Regions from separate parts of the Mus musculus genome. Here region 1 is linked to region 2. A link is a contact called in public ChIA-PET data. All regions are on one chromosome and are shown on one strand. The core of a region is the stretch at or near the end of the contact, and the rest is flanking DNA. Distances in the headings are between cores, read along the strand shown.

Region 1 (2,700 bases), core at 55-2,554, 590 kb after region 2:
GACTGTGAGCATCCACTTCTGTGTTTGCCAGGCACCAGCATAGCCTAACAAACACTTTGCCCCTTCTTAGAATTGGAAACAAAACACCCATGGAAGGAGTTACAGAGACAAAGTTTGGAGCTGAGACAAAAGGATGGACCATCTAGAGACTGCCACACCCGGATATCCATCCCATAATCAGCCTCCAAATGCTGACACCATTGCATACGCCAGCAAGATTTTTCTGAAAGGACCCTGATATAGCTGTCTCTTGTGAGGTTTTATTACTTAATGTAAGATGTTATCACATAAGTATTACAAAAAAAAATTCCTTTACACAAAGTAAAGTTATTCATTCACTTCACTCCAGAGACAAATCACAAAGAGCCTAACATCTTTCTCCACACTCTCAAACATTTTCATGTGCATGGAAACACCTAACCACAGCACCTGCCACATCACAAGCAGGCCAGTAAAAGCTGCCCTTTGTGTTACTCTTTTCAAAGCCCATGGGAAAGTAATTCTCTTATAGAAACTGTCCTTTCCAACGAAGTTTTTAACAGTAGTTCCTTTTGAGCTAACCTGATAATATCCGACTTTTGAACCTTCTCCTTCCATAGATAAAACTGCTACATTCTCCTTGTTAGCTCACAGACGTTGTTTAATCCAATAGCTGACTGTGAGCATCCACTTCTGTGTTTGCCAGGCACCAGCATAGCCTAACAAACACTTTGCCCCTTTTTAGAACTGGGAACAAAACACCCATGGAAGGAGTTACAGAGACAGTTTGGAGCTGATAATTTTAATTGATAATTAATTAAAATTAATAATCGAGTCCAGATTCCTTGGGATTACCTAGTATCCAGTGGGCCATTATTCCCTTCCTGCGCCCCTCTTAGCACCCCTCTGGCACTGCTCAGCCTGTTCTCACATCAGCACATAGCTTTTCTAAGCTCCTCATCTGTGCCTCACTCTGGTTCCCTTCAGCTTATGACATTCTTGGGGATCTACACGCAGATCAAGGAAGATGACTCACGGCGCGTATACACCCGCAGGGCCTACACCAGCCCTGCCTTGTGTAAGGTTCACTTAGGTGCTCAGGAAGCTGAATGCAAACCACTTTTTATCTGTTCACAAACAGTCCCAGAGTCTGGCCACACTAGAGCAAGTCGAACAACAACTACTCCCTGTGGGTTGGTTTTTGGGTTTTTTTTTTTTTTTTTTAGTTTTGTTTTTTATCTTGCCGTTTGATGAGCAGGACACATTGGAAGACAGTTTGGAAACATCTAGATAAGCGAGTTCTGTGAGATTCGAGTGCCAAGTCCAGGTTTTGACCTTTATCAGCTTCACAGTTTGCTGGCAAGGTACACCCTTCCGACTCTTACAGGACGTGCTCATGTTCCTGTTTCTCCTTCCTCGTCTTCTTGCTCCTTGACAGGGCACTGCTGCAGCAACAGATGCAGGTCCTTGGCTGCTGCTATGGTTTTCGTGGTGCGACCCGGGACACGCCGTTCACTTGACTTATTGATTTAAAGCCTTGTGCCAGCCAAGGAAAGCAGTTGATCATGTGGTACCCATCAGCTCATAAACAAATGCAATCTCTTGAATTTAGAATCTTAGGGAAGACATTAGCTGTATTCTGCTTTATTTCCTTGGCTTAAAGAACTAAGATGAGCCATGTAAAAATGACATTTGTCAATCATAAACATCAGAAGAGCAGCATTCAAAATGGTTCAGCCTAGTAATGAAGTCTCACCAAAGGCTATGGTATAATGAATCCTAGCTTCAAGGTCAGAATTACTTATAAATCAATTGTAACCCCAGGATAACAAAATCAAAATAAGAGAGACTACAGTCTTCCAGAGTAGTCTTGATTTTGACCAATGTCACCATGTGTGTTAACTATTTTTTCAATAAAAAATATGTTCATTCATCATTAATGTTTTAACTCTTAAACTCTGATTTATAACATTTCTACTTTCCAAAGATAAACTGCTTTGGAAATTAAATAGCTAATGAAATACTTCTAGAAAGAAATATGTTTCTTAAGGCTCACAAATGCATGAAGTTGTTTAAGAAAAAAACAGGAAAAAGAGGTATTTGGTTGTAGTTTGTGGATGCCATATGGCAACCAGTCAACATTCCACACTAATTCTTGTCTCTACAAAGAGTACAAAGAAATAAAACAGGTGTTACTGCAGAATTCACTTTTGTAAAATAGCAGTCTTGGCAGACAAAGAAAAAATATTCAATAAGGAGGAAGTAACAATTAACGGACAGGCTTCATGGCCCCTGAGACTGGATCACACAGCCACTTCCTATCTCTGCCGAATCACAAAACACAAGAAGGGAGTCGCAGGTGGCACTGAAAGCCAAGGGCCTAGTTGTGAGCACAGACTTGCCTATTGCATTTGGCTTTGGGGAACTACTGAATAACTTGCTATTGTTCAGATCTAACTCATTGCAGTAGTTTTAAGAGGTGCAGGCTTGGAGAGAGGTGATTAAGTACTGGAGGTTCTATTCTCAGGATTGATTAGCAACTTGTGAAATGGGTGGGGGCAATGAGTGTACCCCACCATGGACCACCACGTGAGGATGCTGCTGATAGAAGATGTCATCAGGGAAGCAATCTCTTACATAATGCTGAGCTAGCTGGTTCCTTGACCTTGGCTTTCCCAGGTTCTAGAACTATGAGAAATAACTTCCTGTCCCTTATAATTA
Region 2 (2,797 bases), core at 194-2,693:
GGAGATAGATTCCCAGACCCAGCCTGCCTGAGGCATGGGTGGAGTGTGAGCCTCTCGGTCCTGAGCCAGACAGGTCGCCTGGCACTCTCTTAGTCCCCCTGAGCTCACCACCTTGCTGGCCGAGCTGAGCTAAGCCCGGGGTTGGCTCTGCTTTTCTGCACCTCTTGCCTTCAGGGTTGGCCATGCCTGGACACAAGCATGAGCTCTGGGTTTATAGATCTCAGGCTCTCTTGGCTCGAGGCCGAAGGCTAGCCGCCTGTGAAAGCAGGTACTAGATCTTTTCTCTCTATACCTCAGAGTTGCTTGGGGCCTCGTATTACTTGTGCCAAAATCTCTTTACATCGATTCTTTTCGCTAATCCTCTTTTAAAAATTACTGGCATGGGTTCTTTTTCTCTCCCTCTGGATTATGTAAACATTACACACACACACACACACACACACACACACACACACACACACACACACACACACCACACCAGTCAGTAAGATCATCGCATTGACACCGCTTCCACTCTGTCTCCCCAGATCAACGCTTCTAGAGAACCCATTTGCACTGGGGACTCAGCCCTCTCTTTTTCCTGGCGAGGCTTATGAACCTGTCACCAAGCCAGTGCCTCGGAAAGGAGGAAGTGCGGTGGGGCTCAAAGGATACATGGCGCCCGCCCCCAGCTAGCTGCTCTTCAGATGATCTGCAACCAAGTTGGCTGATAAAATATTTAGTAACGACCCAGTAAACATGACTGCAAATACATTAAAGCACTTCAGCGCGACAGCTTATGATTATTTCAAAACTTAAAAAGGAGATCATAGATTGTCACTGTTTCTGTACCCCTGCCGGAAACCGAACCTTCCCGAGGTGGGTTGCTGGGTGGGTTAACTGCTTTGCCTCCTCTTCTCCTCTCTTAACGCTGTGGCTTTCAGCGGCAGAGGTTTGTTTATTTATTTATTTACTCGTGTAGTTTAAAGGTGGGGGAGGGGGCGGCAAGGACACGCAATACCGATTCAACAAAGCACAGGCTCAGGTGTGTGTGCTTCTGTGTATTAACTGGAAAAGACAGACTCTGGAAGTTTTACAGGGCGAGAAGAGGCCACCGGCTCGCGCTTTGTATACTTTGCACTTGAAATCGTTACATTCAACTGAATATTTGGCTCATTCAGATCCGAAAAGTCTCCTAGCATCATCGAATTCCCTCCTCCGCCCCTCCTCTCTAAAGAGAGGGGGGGGGGTAAGGAACTGTTTAGTAAATTGCACATCTTTGAATCTTCCTGAAGCAGTGGTCACAAAGCTTAAAGGTGACATAACAGAGCTCACGTAAACCAACACACTTTCCCCACCCCCCAAGCCAACAATAAAATCATCCCCTTCAATTTGCCATGATCGTCGCGACCAGGAGCCAGGTGATTATCCTAATTAATGTCTATCTAATTAAATTACTGTCAGCAGCTAACCAATGGCAAGAGCCGTTTCATCGGCTGCATAAGCAGCAAGATCAAAAGTGAGCCTTTTCTGATTGCTGCATAGTGTCAATTGGCCAATCTCTTCTCCCAGGGAAAAAAAAAAGTAAATCAAACCTTTGAGAAGCATTTGCTGGTTGAAGTGCTTTCTGTCTAGTGAGGGGTCTGTGGATTCCTAGTGTATGATAAACAGGACTTTAAAACCCAGGGACGGGAGGGCCAGCGTTCAGGTTCTAGAGCTATGCAGCTGGAGCATTGCCTCTCTCCTTCTATCATGCTCTCCAAGAAATTTCTCAATGTGAGCAGCAGCTACCCACATTCGGGCGGATCTGAGCTTGTCTTGCATGATCATCCCATTATCTCGACCACTGACAACCTGGAGAGAAGTTCACCTTTGAAAAAAATTACCAGGGGGATGACGAATCAGTCAGATACAGACAATTTTCCTGACTCCAAGGACTCACCAGGGGACGTCCAGAGAAGTAAACTCTCTCCTGTCTTGGACGGGGTCTCTGAGCTTCGTCACAGTTTCGATGGCTCTGCTGCAGATCGTTACCTACTCTCTCAGTCCAGCCAGCCACAGTCTGCGGCCACCGCTCCCAGTGCCATGTTCCCGTACCCCAGCCAGCACGGACCGGCGCATCCCGCCTTCTCCATCGGCAGCCCCAGTCGCTACATGGCCCACCACCCGGTCATTACCAACGGAGCTTACAACAGCCTGCTGTCCAACTCTTCGCCGCAGGGCTACCCCACGGCCGGCTACCCCTACCCACAGCAGTACGGCCACTCCTACCAAGGAGCCCCTTTCTACCAGTTCTCCTCCACCCAGCCCGGGTTGGTGCCCGGCAAGGCGCAAGTATACCTGTGCAACAGGCCACTTTGGCTGAAATTTCATCGGCATCAAACGGAGATGATCATCACTAAACAGGGAAGGTAATGCTACTTTCTTGGCTGCCGCTGTTCCAGGCGTGACCCTGGGCGAACGCACCCAAGTTGTGACCGCCGGGCAGCGACTATGTGGGGTCGGGGAGCGGAGTGGAGAGGCGCTCGGGTGCGTCCTGGAGTTGGCTGGTTTTGGAAAAGGGGAATGTGGAAGGGATAATAACCACCGTGATGTTGGTGGCGGGGAGCCTGCTGTGCCAATGCGGTCGGAGAACCAGTCAGTGGCTAGAGCACGACGGAGAGCCGCGGCCGCTCCTAGGCATTCAGAGCGACGCATCAAAGCTGGCCCGAGCCGACAGGTGGAGAAGCAGGCCGCCACCGGCTCTCCACCGAGCACTGATCCCTGTTGGTCCCCCACTGCAGAGCGCTCGCTGCTCTTCCCGACTTCGGCCCTACGT

Evidence for each region. ChIA-PET counts read pairs in DNA pulled down with a chosen protein or histone mark.
Region 1: an RNA polymerase II ChIA-PET map of memory CD8 T cells shows a contact between it and region 2, with 34 read pairs. The contact joins the enhancer-like site here to the promoter of Tbr1 in region 2. A contact is called at or near these places in 15 of 39 promoter capture datasets (the 3T3-L1 cell line, the HPC-7 cell line, cranial neural crest and 10 more), 7 of 115 datasets of contacts at active chromatin or transcription factors (DN3 thymocytes, bone marrow-derived macrophages, embryonic hindbrain and 3 more) and 2 of 9 other capture datasets (adipose tissue and liver).

What each region holds. Positions count from the first base shown.
Region 1 is chr2:62,390,002-62,392,701 of GRCm38.p6, forward strand. The region is part of intron 2 of Dpp4 (dipeptidylpeptidase 4); the gene reads right to left. Among named protein-coding and RNA genes, the nearest start is that of Dpp4, 21 kb to the right of the region's middle. Within about 2 kb of position 1,305, at least 111 of the 459 cell types and tissues checked have an H3K27ac peak or open chromatin away from gene starts, as enhancers often do. A contact at or near this core is called in DN3 thymocytes, the HPC-7 cell line, adipose tissue and 4 more, where this site is marked.
Region 2 is chr2:61,803,010-61,805,806 of GRCm38.p6, forward strand. It overlaps Tbr1 (T-box brain transcription factor 1), which reads left to right and starts at 1,444. Exons shown (of 6, transcript NM_009322.3): 1 at 1,444-2,390. The coding sequence starts at 1,699.